2 separate regions of the Mus musculus genome follow, and region 1 is linked to region 2. The links are chromatin contacts, called in public promoter capture Hi-C maps. All regions are on one chromosome and are shown on one strand. Each heading gives the region's core, a stretch centred on a gene start, on an enhancer-like site or on the middle of the called end of the contact. The rest is flanking DNA. Distances are from core to core; before and after follow the strand shown.

The links. Promoter capture Hi-C pulls out the DNA fragments that hold promoters and counts their contacts.
Region 1: a contact with region 2 is called in a promoter capture Hi-C map of liver, with 4 times the contacts expected there. The contact joins the enhancer-like site here to the promoter of Pkhd1 in region 2. A contact is called at or near these places in 5 of 39 promoter capture datasets (the C10 cell line, hippocampal neurons, liver and 1 more).

Annotation. Positions count from the first base shown.
Region 1 is chr1:22,314,430-22,321,087 of GRCm38.p6, reverse strand. All of the region lies in intron 30 of Rims1 (regulating synaptic membrane exocytosis 1), which reads left to right. Among named protein-coding and RNA genes, the nearest start is that of Kcnq5, 360 kb to the right of the region's middle. Within about 2 kb of position 4,922, at least 4 of the 459 cell types and tissues checked have an H3K27ac peak or open chromatin away from gene starts, as enhancers often do. A contact at or near this core is called in liver, where this site is marked.
Region 2 is chr1:20,614,322-20,621,743 of GRCm38.p6, reverse strand. It overlaps Pkhd1 (polycystic kidney and hepatic disease 1), which reads left to right and starts at 3,687. Exons shown (of 67, transcript NM_153179.3): 1 at 3,687-3,833; 2 at 6,339-6,475. The coding sequence starts at 6,421.

The DNA of each region.
Region 1 (6,658 bases), core at 3,673-6,172, 1.7 Mb before region 2:
AAAATCTGACTGTCTGGATTAACTCTGAATTCACACAGAGATCAGCTTAGCCTGAAGAGTAGTGAGTAAAGACCCCTTCCCACAGTGCCTCTAGAGACCAGGCCTCTCCCCTTCTTTCCTTTGATGCTTAATACTTTACTGGCTCAGTGGGAAGGCAACCTACAATTTTAAGCTGAAAAAGTTCACATAGCAAAGCAGCCATCCCCACAAGGACCAGTTCCGCTACTGAGTGGCGTGTGAACAAGAAGGACCAGCTCAGGCTGTGGACTCACCCGCATGACTTGAATGACTTAAAGTATCAGCAGCAAAGTTTTGCAAATGCTGTGTATGTGTTTGTCTGAATTAAAGTATATTCTCTCTGGAGATCAACAAGCCTGCAGTGTAGACTTCTTTGTCAGAATTCACGTTGACGGTTTGTTCAATCTTCCCAGCCTGTTTCCCGAGTAGTACATAAAAGGCCTGATTTATGGTGGTCAGCAACATTTCTGCCCTCTGCATTCTGTGTTTGGATAGCTCTATGTTCATAAAATCTTATCTAATTAAACCTATATAATATTCAAAGTTTAACATTTTTGTAAGCTGGAAACTAAATCCGCACATTACTACATCTCCTATGCCGTCTTGAAATTGCTCATTACCCACCATTAAATTAACATTTTTCTAGGTATAAATATATATAGTTTCTGATTACCAGTAGAGAAAGAATAACAGAAGGAAGAGGAAACCCCTAGTAGCTTTAACAAACAGCTAAGCTCAGCTCTTTTGTGCTACACTGCTATGCAGTCCTGCCTTTCCCAGCTTGCACACTGGTTTCCTGGAAGCACATCTGCTGCCTGTTAGGAAGAGCTTGGTGCCAGCAGTATCGCCCCTGTCTTGTCTCCAGATCACAGCCCAGTGTGGATTTGTGCAATAGATGATTTCCTCTTTTGATTTGATCCTCATAGAAGTAATGAACAAGAAGCTGCTGAGATGGCTCAGTGGGTAAGAACACGTGCTGCTCTTCCAGAGGACATAGTACCCACATAGTAGCTTAAAAGCATCTGTAGCTCTCATTCCGGGTCATGCACTGCCTTCTTCTGGTTTCTGAGGGCACCAGGTATGTATGTGATGAATACAAATAGAGAGGCAAAAACACTTGTGCACATAATAATAGAGATATGTGAACAACACAGGAGAAAAAGATAGGCATTGGTTTTATGTAAAAGATACAGTTTAATGAAATAGAACTGAGGAGCCTGGATAAGAGATAAGGTGGGGGAATAGCACCCATCATCTCTGTAACATTTAAGCATCGTTTTCCTAATGCAGGGAAAGGCTATAAGTTGGTGTGAAACCTGGAAGACACTTTGACATGACTTCTAAGATTCCTGACTTGCCAGTTAGCAAAGGTTGTTTTGAAAGATTCAGGGGAAATTCCTATTAACAAAGTATTCAACTTATTGCAGACTGTATAGGGACAAATGAAAGGAATTTTTATTTAAGTATTATTCTTACAGATAGGATCACAGAGGGAAAGTCATTTAGCTTGTCAAAGAAGGTATATAATTTTGAGACATATTCTAATGAAAAGGAATTCTTAAGATGAAAAGCAAAAGAAAGATCATGACTGTTAAGAGCCTGGCCCTTGGGAAAGCAGCATGAGATACTGTTGCAGGAAACAAGGAAGAAGATGAATATTGAGTTTGGAGGCCTTATTTTCTGCCTATCAGGCTGTAGCTGCTAAGTGCTTCTTAAATCCATGCATAGTTTTCAGATGGCATTTTGTTTACCCTCAGAGTATAGCAGAACCCAGCTGCGAAATGTCAGATGAGACATTCAGAAGAGATGGCTCAGCTCTTAAGACACACTTCTCTTCCATAGGACCAGAGTTCCATTCCCGCCACGCATATCAGGTAGCTCACAACCACCTATACCTACAGTTTCAGGGAATCTAATGGCCTCTCTTGGCTTCCACGGACATTCACCCAGACATGTGTTTACATATTCACTAAGAGACTTAAGGTGTGTGTGTGTGTGTGTGTGTGTGTGTGTGTGTGTGTGTGTGTGTAAGGATATGAGTTCTAAGAGTTTATTTAGTCAGCTTTGTTTGGAACTCATGTCACCAAAGCCCTCGTGTGACAAGGGACTCACTTGACTAGGATTCTGCTATATATTTCTTTCCATCCCTGTGAGAAATAATGAAGTGTCCTATCTAGTTGACAGAAATTTTTTTACAAAGGTCATCTAAAAATGTTACTAATATTACCAAAATCATTTGGTTTTTTTTTTCAAAATAATATATCTTTAGAAAGTGCTGAAAACCATGTAAATGACCCAACGTAAGACTTCTTTAATTTCTCCAATGTTCTAGAAAGATTTATCCATTTTTACTTCCATTTTCCTAGAAATGTACTGGACACTATTTCTACAGATGTCTAACACCGGTTATACTGAATGGGTATGATTATGTTTCTTTACCTGGTTGGACTGACATGAAACAGGATAAATGAAAAGTTGTAGTTTGTTTGCCATGTGTATTTTACCTTCATTCCCTAGGCCCAAGTGGGAGACTGTTAGTTCCTACCTGAGTCCTAAGGATTTGAATTAGATCCCATCTGTGTCTACATTTTGACTTGAAAGGCAGTAAGCAACATCAGGTTTCAGAGAATGTGTATGTTGTGATAGATTATATGCTTCCACATCAGTGATCACCTTTATTGATTAGTTCTAGCTCCCTGTGCTTAAAGTTGATTTATGTTGTATTTTATCAGTGTTTTTAGTGAATACATTGTCTTCATCTAAAATATTGTTCAGTTTAGCTACTCCATATATGTGTATGTGTGTATGTGTGTGTGTGTATATATATGTATACACACACACATACATACATATGTGTGTGTGTCAGAATACTTATTTCTTAGAAAATGCAGAAAATTTTCATCTCAATATGATTTGTGCTGTCATCTAAGTATACCAAGTTACCATGATGTAAATGTTGTAGCTACTGGCCTTTCAGATGTCACAGCCTCATTTTGGATGAAGAGCACCAACACAGAAGTTGGGTGTAAGGGTAAGAAGAGCACTTAGAAGGCAGAGACAGGTAGATTCCCTGGAGCTCCCTGGCCAGTCAGTCTAGATAAAAGAGCTCCAGGTTTGCTCCTGGGAGACAGTGTTTCAAAAACCAACATGGAGAGCAATTGAGAAAGACACATGACCTCTAGCCTCTATACATGCTTGGAAACATGTGCACATGCATACACACATACACACATGCATACATGTACACACACACACACACACACACACACGCACGCAGCCCCCATATGCTATTATAAAGTAATTTATTCTAGATCAATTAGATTATAGCATTTAAATCATAATAAAATGATAGTGAGTTTGCTAGTAAAAAACATATGCTTCTGCTTTTCCTTAATATTGGTTCAACTATAGTTGCACATTTTCGAAAAACACAATAAGAAGCTTCTCTTAGGTGACAGCGTTGGTTGGGATCCCCTAAGAGAAAGACCTCAAAGATTTGTAGAGGTTTATTCAAGGCACAATCCAAGCATGTATTCCCATGACTGTGAGACATGGGAGGTAGGGAAAGGGAGGCAATATTTAATATGTACTCTACAAATAAGATCAGTGGGCAGGAAGAGCTTGTACAAGTTAGAGAGGAGTGACTGCTACTGAGAACAAGGAGCCTGTACCATTCCTCCAGTGCCTGCTTTTGCTAGGGATTCGGGTCTGCTTGTGCAGTCCTACATTCCTGGCACCTCAAGAGAGAGAGAAATACGGATGCTGCTGATGTAAGGAGCTCACCAGTGCCCACAAAACAACATTGCTGAAAACAAAAAAGTGGGCATCTAGAAAGTAGGCTAAGACCCCAGCAGCATCTGCCTATAACTTTGGAGTCTGGGTGTATGGTTTGGGTTCAACGCAGAGGCACCAGAAAGTGGGAGAAGTCAAACCCTGTGACTGCTACCATCCTCTCCCTCTTTCCCTTCTCTCTCCTTTCCTCCCCTCTCCCTTGCAATGGTGTTTATGTCCCATCCTTGTTCATGTACCTGGTTTTGAAAGCAGCAACAGCCAGAAATTTTGAGGTACACAGACTTCCATCCCTTGTCACAATTCCAAAATATTACTTGTAACTATGTTGAGACAATTTTATCAAAGTATCTTATCCTTTATGTGCCCTGTCCTGGAGGAGAGAAGAAGAAAATGTCAAACATTCTGGACCCCAGTCTCTCCGAATTCTCTGTGCCATTTTGGAACAAGGAGACCCAAGGGGACCCTCTTATGGTGAACTGCTCAGTGCTGCAGTTCTCCCTCCCAGGGTAGGGTAGTCCACAAGGGTTTACGCGGGATCTAAACAGCTTTTATTCGGGGAAATTTGTTTTGATTAATGGTTGTAATTTTGACACTTTGGAGTACTAACTTTCCTAAGCTCCCCTGGCCGTACTTGGGAACTACAGCAGACCATGAGTATTCTGATGAGGGTCCACGGAAGTATGTCTGAAACTCAAAGAGCAGAAGGCAGGTATAGGAAAGTTCAAGTTCACATGAGAAATTAAGTTCAGCCTCTGCCCTCCCTTGCCGCTTGTCTCCTGGCAGAGGATGGCTTGGGTAGGAAAGGACACGAGAAAAGCACCCGGAGTCTAGAAGTATCTAATAAGGACGTCTTAAAAGTCATGATTTTGACAATTTAAGTCAGTATAAGTTAAATGTGTTTTACAAGCACCAAGTGGATTTGATGAAAAATATTGATAAGAAAATATCTTCTGACCCCATGAAAATCTTTCCAACAGGTTCATACTTGAAATTAAGCTTTAGTTCTGAGCTGTGCTTCAGTGCTGCTTACATGGTCAGAGACACTCAGTAAAGCCTGCTTGAGATTAATTTTATTTGCGTATCTCCATTGCACAGCTTGTTTAAAATGTGACGGCATAACAGCTTTCAGTTCGTAGCTGTTTAGCAGTTTCCACATTTATTTGTTGATACATAGAAGATTGCCCAATGACTTTGTTCTTAATGCCCCCATTCTATAATAAGCTGTAGAAAAGGCATTCTTGATAGAAGCAATTTAATCATGCTGTGTTTCTGTGTGAGAAAGAGAGAGGGAGGGAGCAGGAGGGAGAAAGAGGAAGGGGGGAGAGAGAGAGAGAGAGAGAGAGAGAGAGAGAGAGAGAGAGAAGTGTTATTTCACTGAGAGGTCTGATAAATACCCACCCAGAGACAGTAGGAGTCATTCAAGCATTCACACTAGGTCACTCAAAGACAGAAGGAGCCTTCCAGCATTCAGGCTAGGTCACAGCTTCTTTGCTCTTCTCCTGGGAAGGACTCCCTGCTGCTGCTTAATTGATTCAAGACAAGCAAGGTAAGTCAGTGCTCCCTGCTTGTATTTAGTAACTCCTAACAGGAGCGTGATGGTTAATTTATAACTTTTCCTAGAGCTGAACTGACGAGCCAGATTCCTGTTTTCCTAAGCCCTTCTGTAGTACACAACTGCTTTCAAAGTTGCTGTTATAACTTAAGATTACCAGAAACTGAATGAAAAGGGGAAGGGAGGGGTATTTTATGTGTAGGTAAAGTACTTAAAGAGGGATGTTGCAATGGCCACTGTACTTGCACATTCATGTTTCTCAGCCCTGATTAGCTTTAAAGCTAAACTCACCGGATTTTAAAGCTCTTTAGGAACCTCAAAGGTGAACTCTCACTAGCACCAAATTGCACTCTTGATGCTGCTCCAAAGTTGCACTGTTCTTTAAAGTTGTCTTATTTCTGTTCCAAACTGTTAGGTATGGTACATATAATATAACCGTTTTAACTACAAGTAAATGTCACTATTGTATACGGGCTTTAAAAAAAATATCAAGAAGTATATTTTACTTTGCATTTGGAAATAACAAGTCACATTTTCTTAGCTGGAGTCCAGGAACGTCCTTTGCTTTTGTCGTGTTCAGAGGAGAGCCAGAGAAGAGTATCTTGTTAGGTCACAAGAAACAAATGTATCAACAGTTTAATGAAATCTTAAGTAGACTTGAGGGTGGTTGTTATAGTGGGTGGGGGGGGGGAGACAAGAGGATGTATACACAGATGTATACTATGATAACTGCATACTGATTCTTCCTCTGTTCGGCCATATGCTGATGTTATAGACAACAGGGAGGGAGTTGGAGGTGCCTATCATCGTCACCAGCACTGACACCAAGGCCATTCTGAGAACACTCTCGAAAATGACAGCTTCACATCTGTGTATTCAAAAAACAGGGTACTTCCCCAACAGCTAATGTGCGTGGTCACTTCAGTCTTTACCAGCAGTTCCCGTCATTGCTTCTAAGACTGCTTTAAAGCCAGAAGATGCTCTGCCTATTTAGGGTTTTATAACATATTAAAGAAGAGTCTCTTCCCTGTAGTTTTTATTCTGTTTATACCTTTGATGCCCTGACTAATACTTGTATGGAATCAATCCACAATTTTTAGCTCAACGTTTAACATCTACCTTCAGAGGCGGGGATTATGAAATGGAATGAAACCATAAATACACTTAGGGTGGCTGTAATACGTTTGAGATTTATTCGTTCCCTCCCCTAATTCCCAATATAGTTTCAGTCATCTGTCTTAAAAGGAATCCTAACATCTGCTTAGTTTTACCCCATCTTTGCCCTTAGCCAACTCA
Region 2 (7,422 bases), core at 2,438-4,937:
CAGTACAGACCTTTAATCCATCAACTCCAGAGGCCAAAGCAAGCGAATTTCAGGACTACAGCAAGGAGTTCAAGGTCAGCTTCAGCAACTTAGTAAGATTTTTGTCCCAAAATAAAAATTCTAGAGGGCTTGTGATAAGCTCAGTGGCTGAGTACTTGTCTAATACGTTTGAGACCCCAAATTCAATTCACAGTACTGGAAAAAATGTTGAGAATCTGACACATGCTTGTCTTTGTTTTTTTAATTACAGTGGGATTGTTGCTGCCTTCTGGTGTTAAGTGAGCAAGTTCAAAGATCTATTCAGATTTATAAGGTAAGAAATATAGTCTCTACACTTAAAGATAGAATTGACAAAGAATTTGTGACCAGCTTCTAAAATCCTGCCATGCTACTTAGCTTCTCAAATAAGATATCTGAATAGGTCTTATGCTCCTGATAGTTGCCCCCTGAATGATCTGACTCGTTACTTGATGTCTTCATTATTCTAGAGGATTTTCCTCATCTGTATCGCTCATATCATATCAGACACCATGCCGTTTTAACGGTGCAACATTTTACAGGGAGGGGGCAACCATTTCTTCCATTTTGAAAATTATTTAAGATACAAAAACTGACAATATTATAGCATTCTGCCACTACAGCGAGCATTCAACAGGGCTTCAGAAATACACGATTCACCATTTTAAATCCAAGTGTGAGAGACATTTCTGAAAGCTCAGGTGGGCTTCTACACCTCAGCAGCAAGGTATAAAAAGGAAAAAAATTAATTGCTTTAGTCTTGTCACTCCCTACTGGTATGGTTTATTTTAAATTCTGCTGAACATGGGGAGAAAAAATTGGCTGTAATTCAGAAACTGACATGCAGTGATATGATACTCTCCAAATTCAAAGAAAGGAATGTCTCTCTGATTTAGGAAACACTGACTACTGCAACATCTGTCTAGTGTGACATAGCAGGAATAAAACTGAGAGAGCAGCTAAAGTCTACCCAGTCCGAGTGTCAAGTTATAGAAAGTGTCAGGTTTTTTTTTTCTCTCTTGGAACAAGATGAGTCTAAAAATATCACATATCCCATATTCATTTTTTCAAGTCCCTTAACGTTTATTTTTAAATTTTGAGATTTCAGAGTATTAGTCATCTTGATTAATGTGAGACGTTCTTTTGCTTCAAAACTGGAACTCTTATGCACTCTGAAAACTCCAAAACCCATGCAAATTGCCTGATGTCATGGTTTTCTTCTTTCTTTCTTTTCTTTTTTTATTGTATTGAATATTTTCTTTATTTACATTTCTCCGATAGTCTGTGTGTCCCATAAAAATCTTTCAAGCCCTATAAATTTACAATATGATTTTATTCTAGTCTCTTCTAGTGAATGACTATGAAAAACCAGTATGTTCCCAATACCTATACATGATATAATATTACATAGTGCAGGTAAAGAAAACAAGTTATTCCCAAGCACACCCACATAGATTCAAGAAAGGTTTAATTATTTTATTATTTATCTTTAAAAGTAATCCCATAAGAATCTTAAATGAATCACAAATCTAAACTTTTATATAAAAAATTTGTCATATCTACTTTAAATCCCCAGAATGCACATCGTCACATCAGAAATTCTTATTAAACCACATCAGGAAGCTGAGCATAAAAATGGGTATAAGAAATCAACCATCAGCAGTCCAGCCTCAGTGAGACACGTTCCCCAGTGCTGCCATTGTTCTTGTTCCCTGACCATAAATGTTCCTTGCTTAACTAATAAGAGTGTGCCTTTCTGAACTTCAAATTGTTCCCTAAGATTTTCTATATCAGAGTCTGTAGCAGAAACATCATAACCTAACTTCACTAACAAGTTTATTTTTCCAAATGCTTTCTAAGGGTGGTGGTCATTGTTGATGATCTATATCTCTCAGTTCTTCTCTAGGGTGGTGATTGAATCATTAATCTGCTCCAGCAGCAATGACTGAAAGAGATCAAGCACTATTACTGTGAATGCCAGAGATGCTGCCCAGTTAGGGGCTGGAAGCCCCCTTAGAGTTTTCATACAATTCTCAGATTAACAGGGGTGTGAGGGCAGCAAGCAGAGCAGAACTCCATAGCAGTGTGAAGTCCTCAGGACACGTGGTCCTTGGGGTCATGCTTCAACCGTGGCTCACCCGTGTGCCTGTGCTAGCCAGTGGGCTGCATTCCATGAGTTCCAAAGCCAGTTGTCATTCCCTCTGTATGGCCCTTGGCAGGAAAGAAAGTCTGTTAATGAAAGTCTCACATTAATGTTTTACCCTTAGGTTAGGCCCTGGGTGGAGTCAAGCTGCCTCAAAATCTGAGCCCATGATTCTGATGTATGATGTATGATTCTGGGTATGATGATGGGAAATCACACCCAGAGGGATTTGCTTTCCTTTCCTTTGTATCTTCATGAAGAGAAGAGGGCTGAAGAAAAGCAAGCAAGACAAGAGAGGAATCCCAGAGAGGAAAAGGGGGGCTTTTTCTCCAGGGAGGTTCTGGCAGTGCAATGTGAGGTGAAGCATCTCAAGAGTTGACCCTGGAAGACAAAAGCTTGCTCTAATCGCCTAATGAAGTTCTTCAGTGGAAAGTCATGCTGCTGTCCTGTCCACCTGGTGATCTGCCCTCTTTCTTTCAGAAATATGGATATAAGTTGTAGACAATATAATAATTTTTTTTCAAAGTAAGGAAAGGGGAAAAGCCCAAACCAAAAGAGGCCCCAGGCATTCTCAGTTTCAATACTTTGCTTTCATTGCCTAGGTCTATTTCAAATATATCCCTAATATAATCCACGTTATGGATGAGTCTACTCTATAGAAAGCACAGTGCAATCTATTTGGGTTTATAGAAGAATAAACATAGTATTTTTCCCCTACGTGATGTACACAGAGTTCTGGGAATAGCTTATATACGTCAGACACTATTGAGCAGCTCAACCCTGCTGAATCATTTAGCAAGGTACACTCGAGTTTTGATGACTGTGAACTGTATATTGCCAATACGGGAACTTAGTTATCTCTCAGAGTATATATAACCTTAGAGTCCTAATAGGAAATAGAAGGCATATTTGAGATAAAAAATTATTAAAGGGATTAGTTCTAGAAGGGCAGCCAAGATTTAGAAAAGGCATAAAGGGGTGGTATTAAAAACTTGCAAGCTAGCAATAGTATAAGCTGTTAGTAGCCTTGGCCTGAAGATGCACACAAAGGAAATATATCTGAACCTGCAGAAAAAGCAAGCACAAGACAGCAACAGTATTCCATGAAGGAAATGATCTACTCTAGTGACCTTTGAACCCCAGGCTGTGCCATATTTTTGAAACCAATAAGACATCAAGTGTAGTGGACCACCACTGAAAGCCCATAGCATAGGGTGCAGGATCAGGCAGAGAGCACTCATGGAGCATGTAAGTTCCTGCTGGGGTCTCTGCTCACTGGCTGTCTTTCTGGCACCTCCTTTCAGTTACTGAGTGCCCACTGGTCACACTGGCTAGACTATTTTTTTCTTTTCTTTTCTTTTTTTTTTTTTAATTCTTGTCTGAGACACATGCAGTAAGTGGAGAAAAATGTAAGCAGCCCTTTCTTTGGGTCTCTAAGTGGCTCGCGTTAATTATTAAACTTGCCCTGTGGTCATTTGTGAACTTTCACTCTGGTGCACGTTTAGCCAGGACACAAGCGAGTTAGGTGAGTTCCAGTCCAACAGGAAGTGAGCTACCTGCATCTTAGCTAGCTAGCTAGCTAGCTGCAGGCTGGCCTGTCACCGAATAACGCGGCTTCGTTTAGAAGGGGACGGTTTCTCTCATTTGAGGCACAAGGCTGACACAGCATCAGGTACTGTTTGATTCAGAAAAAGACTTCCTTTTCTAGCGCTGCATCTCCCACTGTCATTGCAGTAAGCAAAAGGAAGTGGGAGTGGGAGGTCCACAGTAAGAGCACGGAAACTTGTCTTTTAGGCTCCCAGAGGAGGGGATGCTGAGAGAAGAGGGATGCGGGAGGGGCAGAAGAAAGAGAACGCAGACAGGAAGAGGACTAAACTCAATGCACAGTGCACGTCTCTGTGGCTGAAACATTCCCCTTAAAAGAAACTGGACACTGTGTTGATCACCAGGAAGGATGAGCAGACTTGAATGAATCCCCACCCAGCAAAGTGACATTTATGGTTCATATGACTGTTTTGTTTTGGAGGAAAAAAAATAGGTATTTCTGAACTTCAAGTTTATTGGAGCTCATTGTGGGGTGCTTATTTCTGTTGTTCTAAGTGGGGTGTTATTATGCTTGCTCTAAGCATGGGGCCGGACATTAAGATGAATTATTATAAAATAGTATGCCCAGATTGGCCTGCACACCTGGCAGAACATGCAAGCTGGGTCCCGTGCCTTTGGGCTAGGTATGGAATCCTCGCTCCTGTTGTGCTTTTGTAGGACATGCACTTTTGAACGCTGGATGTTTGTAAATTGAATTCAATTACAAATAGACTGAAGGGTGTAGGAAATTTTACAAGGTAAAAGGACACCTGGTAACATCAACACTCCTTTCAAACCTCAAAAGACTCCACGCCTCCTCTTTGCTGGGGACTAAGGACAGACTTTTATTTCCCCTGGCTTCCAGTACAATGTTCAGCATCTATTGGGTATGTAATAAACTTTCCCAGTCCTGAACTAAATAGAAGTTATTATCTCTTTTGGGCCATCTTAAACAGGACACACCTGTATGATAAATTCACTACAATTGGGCAGGCAGACATTGCTAGACATTCTTGTCGTGAAACTACTGGGGCGTTCTGAAACGGTTGTAACTGCTACCACATTGAGTGTTTTTGTAGAAATTTACATTAACGTATATGTAATGATATGGACTTATTCATTACGGTTTTCAAACTTTCAGAGACCCTCAGAGCTAGAGTTTTAGGAATATTTGTCTATTCACTTCTGCCTGGTGTTAGAGAGGAACTCTCAGCCTTCATAGGGCCAGGCTATGTGAATTCTGTTTCCTTCAGCATGGAGAAAAAGCCATTTATTCTAGATCTGTAAAATCAGATGTGTGGTATTTAAAAATGTATCAAAGAATTAAGTCTTTGAATACTATATCAGGCCCTTATATTATGACCTGTATGGAAATGGATAACTGGTCTCTGGACTGTTTCAGAGTGATCTCTAGAGGCAAGGCTGGCATGACAGCACACAGATAGTATCTGGCTTCGGCTCCTAGGGTGTGAACGGGAAATTTGAGAGAGACTACTGAGGAAAGATTTACTGGAGAACAAGCTGATAAAGCCATGAGAGATTTAATGGCCGAGGTAGAGATCAGCGGATAGAAGCCTTGCTTGATTGCTAACAAGAAATACAATGTGTCTATCATGTAGGGTTCAAATCTGACCATCATAGGAAGGGAAGCTGGGGTATGAGAAAGCAACATGGAACCCTGACTGGTTACCAGTGCCCAGATAACTAAAAGTTATTCTTAAGATTACCTTTTTTGCACAATGGTGAATTGGTTTAAACATGCATTAAATAGCTATTGAGACAAGATGAGTGAGCGGTGGTTTTCTATAATGTTTCTTGTATGCTGATTCTCTTCTGAGCCTAGAAAGATAGTAGGTGCCTCTAGAGGAGATAGTATTACATCATTTAATTATATATTTGTTTAATTGTTTTAATTGTAATTAAATCTTTCCTTTTCCCTTACTCTCTCCAGCCCAGCCCCTCCCACACAGCTTCTTATTCATTAATTATTATTGTTACATATATATGTGGATAAATATGTAAATACAATATGATGAGGTCATCTGTTTTTAATTGCCAGTAGCTTTTCATCTAGGAGAGGGTCCCCATGTACTTTCCTTTATCCATGCTGGCATGTCAACTGGTTGTCATTGGCCAGGGCTTTTTGAAGCAGCCATATTGTTGAGATTTCATAGGTGTGGCTTTCCTGTCATATCTAGATGATGCTACATTGTAGCAGACTTCCTGGTCCTCTGGACCTTACAATCTTTTTGCCCCCTCTTTCTTTATGTTCTCAGAGACTTATGGGTAGGGGTTTTGTTGTAGATGTATCTATTTGGACTGGGCACCCTGAGGCAGCTCTTCTCTACATTTTCACCATTTGTGGCTTTCTGTAATGGCCTCCATGTGCCGTGTGTGTGTGTGTGTGTGTGTGTGTGTGTTGGAGGGTAGGGGTGGGGGTGGGGTAGGAGGTAGGGAGTCTTTTTCAGTGAGTTAGAGCCATACTTGTTGGGCTAGCACTACATTTAAATAATCTCTTTAATTTTCTGTCTCAACATAACTCATTGATAGTACACAGGCAAAGCAGAATTTTTTCCACTTTATGTTTTATAAGGCACAAAAACTACATGGCACAAATCAACCCTAAAAATGCTTCTAATATCTGAGGAATCTCAAGAGAGCTGAGCTAACTGGACATGATGCTTGCCTGGCTGGTCTCTCTGCTGAGTATGGAAGTACTACTGTTAGCAAGTAAGTATAAAGTGTTTGAACAGAGTGCAGATCAGACCACTAGGTTACCTTGACAACTATTAGTAGTAAAGGAAATATTATCTTGCTTTTATACTATAGACATATACAAGTTTTACTTGCTCACTTAGAATGTGAGTGAAGCCATCATTTTAGAAAGAAGTATTGAAGTATCTGCTCTCGGATCTAAAATAATAATTGGTTTTCCTGCTAAATTGTTATAAATAGATATGTCAACTTTTAATGGCCAGTAGGGGTTACTGTTACAATTCAAATATTTCAAAAATGTTAATAACTTTTTCTATAGTCCTTGTTTTTGGGCTAGTAGATATAATTCTTACTAGATTTCATTGTTCTATCTTCCCTAAGGGATTGTGTCTTGGTGACTAATGGTTGCTTGTATTACAATTACACTTTTCCTCTAATCATGCTTCCGGTTTCTCTGAGTTTAGTAATCTGTATTTTCTTATGATACTTTTTGTCTTTTTCGAATGAAAGTATGTAATCATCTCCGGGGTCTGAGAACTGTATGATGTGGCTGACATGTTGATGTGAATGGGTTTCCATCAGTCTTAGGTGTGTAGTGAGCTACCTAAATGGTTTTTATACATAATGCCCTGGGCTAGTTCACAGGCAATGCCTGGTTTACCCTTGGAATTTCTTGACATGGAAATGAAACAGGTTTCTACAGATAACACATAACACTTGATTTGTTTATTATCATATGGAGGTACTGAGTAATTTTTGCTAGCCTCCTGGAAGTGGCTTTGCCTTGACCAAGACATATCTGGGAATATCTTCAAGATGTTATTAAACCAGGTGTAACCTAGTATTTAAAGTTCCTACTCCCTTTGTCTCCTAAAGGAAGTTCTACAACTCTCTCACTTTAGTCTGTCTATGATCATTCAAAGCAAAAATCATGATTGCCTTGGATGCATTTGGGGACTGAT